Regions from separate parts of the Zea mays genome. Here region 2 is linked to region 1. Evidence: chromatin contacts called from public Hi-C data. All regions are on one chromosome and are shown on one strand. The core of a region is the stretch at or near the end of the contact, and the rest is flanking DNA. Distances in the headings are between cores, read along the strand shown. Region 1 holds the start of LOC100216647. Region 2 holds the start of LOC100283863.

Region 1 (4,950 bases), core at 601-3,100:
CAAGAATACTCACCAGCGTCAGTTACTCCAAACTTTCCAACAAGTGCATCCCACAGCTCTTTCCCTGTAGGAAGGATGATATAGCTTTTCTGAAATTTTGTATCAAGTGCGCTAATTACTGCTCCTCGAAAGAGGTTGTCTTTAGCCTTAAACTTAGCCTCATCCTCAGGAGGTAAGTTGGCAGGCTTGCCCTCAACGGCATGAAAACAAGACATTGCAGTAAGCCACAATTTCATTTTAGCTTTCCGAATCAAGAAGTTTTTACCATTAAAAGGATCAGGCTTTAGCACAACAGCAAAACCTCTGACAGAAAAATGCCTAACATTAGGTTTTTGGATTGTTAAAATATAGGCATTTCCATATCATTTTGATTCCATAAATTAACATTATGATGATGACATATAAAAGATAATTAATCATAGAAATCGTGATCTCAAATATATCCATAAAAATATGGATCATGAGAACATAAAGCATATGAATCATATAAATATAATAAGCATATAAACATGGTACATGTATTATGATGGAACAACTGAAAATAAACAGATAGCAACATAAACAACATGACTGTAAAATTAAAACAAATAGATATAACATATTATAATATGACAGAACAAATGAGATGAATTCATGGCTACATATGAAACAACAGATATGAATATATGAAGCATATATAATCTGCAGAACGCAAAACAGTAAGGAGAAAAATTGATCATACCCTCCCATGCGCTCTGAGGATCCAGATTCTTGTCCAGCTTCCCTTGTCATGTCGCCAGGAAGAAGAAGATGTTTTGGGCAGCCGCGTAGACGCTCCCTAAAAACCTAATTGCCGATCCCCCATGCAAGGTCTCGAACGGCAAGGGCTTCGGAGGCACCTGCCCTCTCGCTTCTCTATGTGCGCAGAGCTACGAGATGGAAACACCCACTCTTGCGGCTGAACTGTGATTCTGCTCTCGTGTACCATGTGACAGGCGTTCTCCCCTTTTATCATCGTGTCGCTGCCTGCCTGCCACACCACGCCACGCCACGCCAAGCCCGAGCCCGGGCGACGGCGACGGCGGCGCGCGCGCGTGTGGCACACCCTTATCCGTTTCTTGACTTCTCAAATTAAGTGGAATAATTCCCACCATATAAGTCAAGCCAAAGACCCTTGGACTTCAATATGGTATTATTGGTATTCTACATCATTACACACCATAGAGTTTATTGAATAAATGAGCCAAGTCCATAAAAGATCCAACAGAACCTGGACCTACAATTAAACAAGCAAAGATGTTCTCCCTTGAAGAAGCTTTGTACCAAGATTAAGAGGAGGCTACGATGTTCTATGGTCTAGTGTGACCAAAACAATGTCATTTTATGGTTCCTGGGTGTTCATGTATTTGACCAAAACAATATCGGTGTTGTATGGTGCTGGTTGATCATGTATGTGACCAAAACAATGCCCCTTGATGTCAGTTATGAATGATGGCAGTTATGTTTGATGACATTTATGTATGGACTATGTTAGTATGATGACAGTTATGTACTGCATAATTGCGATCAGTTCATTCAACTCCAAAATAGCATAGCATTTTCATGACATAAATGGGGTAACTGTATGGCGCCATAGATGGAGGGGAGGGAAGAATAGCCACGTGAGTTTGCTGTTGGCGAGTGCGTTAATGCAGGGAAAGAAGGGAGATCGAAGAGGGCAAGATGGCCTTTTGCCTTAGCTGACACGCCGGTGACACGCTGGACTGCCTATTTGACACACCAGGTAAGCAAAAGGGTATTTTGATAAGAAATCATCTCTCTCCCGTATAAGTCAGTGGTAAACTAAGATGTGGCATCCATATTAGTGGCAAAAAGTTAGATCTCCCTTGATCCAAACAGCCCCATACGTTGCCTTGGGCAATCGAGCTAATCAATCTCCGTGCAATTCCACCTCCCGAAGACCCGAACTGAGTCCCTCCACCGACCCAAACCCTAGCGCGCACCCACCTCCCTCCCCCTTTCCCGGCGTGCGGTCCGGCGTTGGAGATGCGGGCGCTGCTCGCGGACGGCGGGATGGCGCTGGCGATGGCGCCGGAGGTTAACGAGTCGTCGGGCGGTGCTGCGTTGTCGCAGGGGCTGTTATGGTGGGCGTCGGAGTGCCACGGGGTGTTGTACAGCCTTGCGGTGATGCTGCCGTCGCTGGCCTTCGTGGGATTCCTAGCATGGCAGGCGCGGCGGAGCTTCCGTAGGATCAGCTACGGCCGCTCTCACGTCGTCGTCGTCGCGTACTACGCGCTCCTCTGGGTCGTCGCCGTACTCAACCTCCTCTGGTGCTTCCTGCAGGTTCGGATTGGCTGCCGTTATTGCTTATAGCTAAGTCCAGTATTGCCTGGTTATGAAATTCTCCGTGCTTTGATGATGTTGGTGATTTGGTCATTTGATGTTTACTAGGAGAATGCTTTCCACGAAAAAAGTGCTATGCTGTGCGTGTAGTTAGTTATGACTAGTGAAAAGCAGGGGGTATTTCTTCTTGAAGGTAGGGGCAAGTCGAAGTGTCATTGTCGAACTAACGAGAGATTAACTTATGGTGAAAACGAGCTATGAGAAACCTATACTAGAACATGAAACTTTTGGATTGTATTTTCAGGTTTGAATGATAATCAGTTATGTTTGTATGCTTTGTTAGTTTTCAGATCATGAACTTGTTCGTGAACATGAGTTGTACCTATCTACCTGACTACCTGAGTAGTGTTCTGATTTTTCAACTTGGTAATGGAATAGCTGAAGACCACATCGTGATTGAATCCTATGGGTAGGATGGGTAGGTTAGGAGCTGGTCACTGGTCAGGGAATCTCAATGTTGAGCCAGTAGCAAGCTTTGGTGGGTTTCAAAAAGGAAATGGCAAGTTCCTGGTTGTCATGTGAATGATGAACATGTAGCAAGATTTATGGGTTAAGGAAAAATAAAATCCATGGTAGCTGGGTGTTGATGTCAAACAGTACTTCACATTGGTCTGGTTATTAGGCTTAGATTTCAGGTGCACATCTTGGTATTGTTACTAATATAAGTGGATTCATCCATATTTAGATTTGATATAGTCCTGCTGTACAGAAACAGAACTAACAACAACAACAAAGCCTTTTAATCCTAAGCAAGTTAGGGTAGGCTAGAGTTGAAACCCAACATAAGCCACAAGTCAAGGTTTAGGCACGTGGATACCTGTTTTTTATGCACTCCTACTCAAGGATAAATCTTTGGGTATATTCCATTCTTTCAAGTCTCCTTTTATTGTCTTTTCTCATGTCAACTTTAGCCTTTTGCTGCCTCTCTTCCGAAGTTCCCATTAGTATCATGCCTTAGGGTCCCACTATGCATAGGTGCCTCTGGAGGTCTCCGTTGGGCATGTTCAAACCATCCCAACCGGTGTTGGATAAGCTTTTCTTCATTGGTGTTATCTCTAGGCTATCACACATATTATCGTTCCGGACTCAATCCCTTCTTGTATGGCCACAAATCCAACACAACATACATATTTCCCGCAACACAGAACTTATGTAATTCTCTATAGTCATGTTGTACAAAACTACATAAGGAAAATCAAATGAACGATCCTGCCTTATGAATCCAAAGTTTCATTTTCATTTTGTTTATATTGTGCATTGCCTATATCTCTTATGTAAGTATGAAACATATTTTTTCCCCAAATGGCAGGCATGGCAATGTATGCCTGACAGGGCATTTTCTTGGAATGTATTGTCACTGTTCACAAAATCAGGAATGTTATTCTTGGAAGTCAGTTTGATAGCCTTTCTACTTCAAGGAAATGATGCCAGTGGTTTTGAATCTTTGGCACGAACCTTTGTTATCTCTGGAGCTGTAGTTGCAGCTGACGCATTGCTCAAGGTATGGTTCTACTCCAAAATTCAGGCATAGTGAACAGTGATTAGCTTCTCTTATAAGTGGTGGGTATTAAGGTTCTTAAGTTCTTGCATGTTTTTGGTGTTCAACTAGATTTTTTGGAGATGCCATGTCATATTTGCTTTCTTAGATCTAGGTTAATTGACTAGTGTATCTGGTTAGTAATGTTATTTTATTAGAAGAACATAATATATTAATATGTCTCTTATTTCCATTGTTCCATAACAGTGGATTGGCTATTGAAAGTTGGCACTGATTTTGTATCCATAATAGATCTTGCCCGCTCATCTCATGTCACTGCAAAAGAATTTTTGGCTGCTCAGTGAAAGACATGACCCCTTGACTTAACCTAGCCTGACACACCTTTCCTCGTTTCAATGTGTTAAATCATGTTGCAAGGGGAAAACGGGATTAATACTCTAGTTCCCTTTCTGTAGCCTACTATACTATCTTGCCTACGAAACTGACCTTGCCCTTATTCAGACTATATATGTTTTTGGCTTCGGTGTTCCTTTGTTCATTGATGCTGATCAAGGAACTGGTGGGAAATGGGGCCTATGGATTCTCCACAAACTTGTGCTTACTGGAGTTTATGGGTTGATTGTTTTCATGCATCATTCAAGATGGAGAAACAGGCTGCCTGGTAATCGGTTACTATCTGTATGTTTCAAAATTCTTTTGTTAAATTTGTTTGGTCATTGGTGTTTCATGAACATGATCTCGTGGTTGCTTTACTGCAGCAAAACCAGCATACTACAACTATGTATGTGCGATGTTGCTATTGAATGGTGTATCACTGTTTGGATGTTTCCTTGTTGCAAGTGGAGCTGGATTTGGTTTATGGTACATACAGAACACTCTTGTGGTATTTTATTCACCGTCAAGAACTATATTTGATGATGACCCTTTTGCTGTAGGTTATATAATCTCACAATCGTATGCTATCATTCGCTTTACCTTCCCCTCCTATATGTGACTTTCTTAGCGGACTTTTTCCAGGTACCTTCTTGCCTATGATATGTTATGTTGCTTCTGTGAAGTGCTGCTTTCGT
Region 2 (4,308 bases), core at 73-2,572, 680 kb before region 1:
GAGTACCCAAAAAAAATTGATGCAAAAATAAACATCATGTCAATACAAATACTTCAGGACCAGGTGATGAGATGAGAACATGTACATAGGGTGCTATAGAGTTATTCGGTGCCAAAAGATCCAGGTAATAAACACAAAATCGTCAAGATATAAGATTGTTTACCGGTCAGTGAAGAGAACTCAATGCAGGCTAGTGCATCTTCATGGAGCCCCACCGTATCCTGCGAACCTGAGTGGAAGTCGTACCTGAGAATGTTGCCCGTAAAGTAAATGGATGGTATACAGTTTCCAAGTTAAACTAAGTTAACATGGACAATGCGGCTGTACTTGACAGAGTAAGCAGCAGGAGGAGGAGGAGGCGGCGAACAACAATCGTCTCTGATTCAATGTAGTTGCGGTTGCACATAAAAAGTGCTAGTGGAGTAAGTATTATTATTGTTTATGTTTATCTTATAAATGTCCCACTTAAAGAATGTCATGAAGCAAAGAAACATGGATAAATGGAACTATCATACCTTATTTGCACTGTCATGCATTAACATCAAATGCCATCTCAAGAAGTCAACAAAAGTTCAAATTGTAGATTTGTGATTACTCCTAACAGATTGTAACTGGTAGACCTTTGCTTAATTGCTACCACTTCAAAGACATAAATTATGTGGAAGTTGGCCGTCAGTACAAGATGCACACTCATGCTATCATGCAGCCAGAGACAGTAACGAATTGCAACTATTTTAAATCTTACCTTCTCACAGATCCATCAGAGCCGCAGGCAAACGCTGCAGACTCATCCTCGAAGCAGCAGTCGAGGAATGCCGCCTCTGACTCCACGTTGACCCTGAGCGTGCCCTCGTCGGCATCGTACAACCGCAGCCCCTGCGACGACGACGCAAAACCCTATCAGACACTGCTAACGAACTCCCCAAAATTTTAAATCGACCTGAGCGCGCCCCAAATTGGAATTCGAAATGAGCTGGACCCGGTGCGATTTACTGAAAATACAACCCACCCAACCCCACCCCCCAACCTCAAAGAAATTTTAGAACTGTTCGCATCTCCCTCAAACTCGACCCAAGCAGAACTGGCAAGGAGAGGATGCCTAAGCCGAAAGGAACCGCGAGGCGGGGAGAGAGCTCTCACCGAATCCCATGAGGAGACGAGCAGGTTATTGGAGGTGGGCGCGAACCGAACCCGGGATGCGGCGCCTGCGGTTGCGTCGACCGCCAGGCTCCGCCTCGCCATCGACGGGTCTCGAGCGCGGCGCGGCCCCTCGGCGAGCTGTCAGTGGAGCGAGAACTGCAGGGGCGCTGGAGCGGGGAGGAGAGGAGGGCTCCGAAATTCGAACGGGAAAAACTGATCACCCGTTGCATCGTGGGCCGAGATATTGAATCGGATTAGGCCCAGTAGTTCAGGGCCTCCGGTACCAATGATTAGTTGTCGTGTTTTCCAAAACAATAAAAACCGTGAGATTAGTTACCGGTAGTTCTGAATTATTTTCATTAATGGAGTTTGACGAATATTTGAACAAATACAACATCCGCCATATATATAGCAGAAGCATATGCAGGCCGAAAGGGAACGGAAACATTGGGATGCGACCTGGACCTAGTTTTTAAAAAACCAGTTTTTATTTTTTAGACCAGCTTCTTGGTTTTTAAGAAAATGAGAATCTAATTCCTATAAACTGATATATAAATCGATATGTTTTTTTAAGAATCTAATTTCTATCTCTAATTTTTAAAAACTGGTTTATAAAAAAACTAGTTAATAGTGTTTGGAACCACCATAATTTTCATAAACAGGTTTTAGTTAGGAGACTAGTTTCTAGTTTTTTTAAGAAAGAATTCAGTTTCTATAGACAGACTGGGATATAAACTATTATGTTTGGAACCACCTTAATTTTCATAAAACAGGTTCTTAAAATTTGGGTGCTTCCAATCAGTATCTAAACAAAAATAAATGGGCATTTCGGATACTGAATATGTACTAGCCAATTAGGCAGAGCATATATAAGCTAAAAAAGAATACAGACCCGAAGTCTTTCACACCCTTTGTTGCGCATGCGATGAGCTAATCTTCAGAGATCAAGGTGGTTTACAGGCATTGCAGTTTTTTTTCTCACAATGAATTTATACCGGACCTCATAACCTGGAACAGCTTAATACAATGCTGTCGCAGAAATGTCTTACCAGCTAATTTACGGAACTTATTATAAGAACGTAAACCATGTTTCAACCCAAAAGCATGAAAGTTGGGGTGAGGCCAATACGCCGACAGAGTATGTACACTCATGACTGTGATCACCTTATACCAGTCCATCCATCGGAGTCTATAACAATTGTGAACCACCAAGTACCTAATCAGGTCCAATGCTTGCTGGCAATACCCTTTCTCAAGACGCAGCAGCCAAGTTGTTACCTGACGGACATCTCGCTCTGCGACACCGCCTTGTTGTTCTGCCCCATCCAACCATACCCCTACCATCGGCTTCGAGGTCGCCAGTGCCAACAGGTTTCGGCGGTGGGCTAACCTCGACCTCCTCTTCTACAATTACAGTTACTACAGTTTTCCGAGGTTTCCTACCTCGAGTCCGCCCACCATAACGTCCTCGCCTAGTTAAACTCGACTCCCAGGATCCACCAGAAGCCTGGACTAACCCCTCAAGCAACTGGACATCCTCTATGATTTCAGGCCGGGAAAGTGACGAAAGGCCAGGCAAGATATCTTTCTGGAAATCCCGCTTCTGCCGTCGCCTCCTTTGCTGGCCCCTTCTGGGCTTGGTGAGAAGGTGAGCAGTTGAAATTAATTGTTCATCGGTTGTGATTTCAGGTTCCAGTGGCCTGCTCCAGTACTCATCAATCTTGGTCTCTTCCAGCTTCAGTGTCAAGGATTCGAATGAATCTGACTCGTCGTTACTGGAATCATTGGTACAAGCTTGGAGTTCAGCTTGCTCAGCAAGGTCCTTGATGTTCAATACAGCGAGATCTGCAAACCACTGCAACATATCATCAGATGCCTCTAGAGCTGTTGGAATAATCCTTGACAACGCTACGATGTTCTCAGCTGCAGCTAGAGCAGATGTATCAGATCTGCCGTCAACTTCCTGGTGTGCATCAGGTTTAGGCTGTGCACATTCTTGATCAAAATCCCAAGCAGCATCCTCTTCACAAGCCGGCACCTCTAGATCAATCACAAATGCTCGTTTAGGATGGTTGTTCCGTGAAGGTTCCGCCTGGCATTCATGTGACACTACTGATTCTTCAGAATTGTCATCGTTTGGCACAGCATCATTGAGATCGATGAAATTCCTGATGGAGGCACCACTTATCTTGATGACTCCATCAGCATCTTGTCCATCTTTAGGCACATGTTTCTGGCATGAAAGGGGTAAACATGTAGCGTCCTCTTGGGCTTTATTACAAACCAGCAAAGTTCCAGTGGCAATGTCTTCTGAAGGCCCATCCTTCTTAATTCCACAGCCAAGAGATGTCGAAGCAGAGTCTGACAAATTTCGAATAGTCACAGCTGGTTCGTTCTGGTCTTTAGCATTTTTCAGCTCCATTGTAGTTCCAAACGAATGGCCAAAAATCTTCCCTGCCTTCTCCAAAGCTGTTGGATCAGCAGACACAGCTTTATTTTTGAGCCAAGAGATCCCGAATACTGACCCTCCGTCTTTACCATGCTGAAAACTGGCAGCACATCTCCCATCTTGTTCTACAAGACCATCTTCCTGACAATCTGACAGTGTCTCATTCAAATTGAAGTTCTTCATACCCTTGCCATGGGACTGTTGATCTGAATCTTCAAACTTCTGGGAGTTCTTTTGCTCCAGGTTACTTGAAATTGCTACCTGATGTCGTGAGTGGGACACAGAAAACGAATCAAGTGGAAAACCAGGATAGCGTTTATCTAAGTTATCCACATTTTTCAGCTTTGGGATTGAAGTTCCAATGCTCTGTGTCACAGCACTAAGACTGGCGTACGAATTCACGGTTGACGACCCATTGAATCTTGGAATTAAAGCAGGATTGTTGACAATGCTGCTCCTTGGGTCTGCTGTGCAAGAACCCATCGGGGAGACAATTGAAGGATTGTCTATTTGAGGAATAGAGATGGGGACAGTAAATGTACCCAGATTCGAATGATGTGGACGGTCAACTCTAGCAAAATTATTGATAACAGAAGGTTCCAGAGGACTTCGTGCAATCCATCCAGCTGAACTATTCTGACCTTGGTAAAGAAATTGGTTATAACTGGCAGGCCTCCCATCAGCAGCTTTGAAGTATTTTGGGGGATCAGCATCATTAT

What was found. Hi-C and Micro-C count contacts between places; a contact is called where the count stands out from the background.
Region 2: a Hi-C map of leaf shows a contact between it and region 1, with 9 times the contacts expected there. The contact joins the promoter of LOC100283863 here to the promoter of LOC100216647 in region 1. A contact is called at or near these places in 2 of 25 Hi-C or Micro-C datasets (both in leaf).

The regions. Positions count from the first base shown.
Region 1 is chr1:284,570,719-284,575,668 of Zm-B73-REFERENCE-NAM-5.0, reverse strand. It overlaps LOC100216647, which reads left to right and starts at 1,850. Exons shown (of 6, transcript NM_001143058.1): 1 at 1,850-2,322; 2 at 3,692-3,883; 3 at 4,382-4,541; 4 at 4,639-4,741; 5 at 4,816-4,897. The coding sequence starts at 2,026.
Region 2 is chr1:285,253,548-285,257,855 of Zm-B73-REFERENCE-NAM-5.0, reverse strand. It overlaps LOC100283863, which reads right to left and starts at 1,322. Exons shown (of 9, transcript NM_001156761.2): 1 at 1,141-1,322; 2 at 746-876; 3 at 164-246. The coding sequence starts at 1,242. It overlaps LOC100194005, which reads right to left. Exons shown (of 5, transcript NM_001359363.1): 5 at 2,057-4,308. The coding sequence ends at 2,393.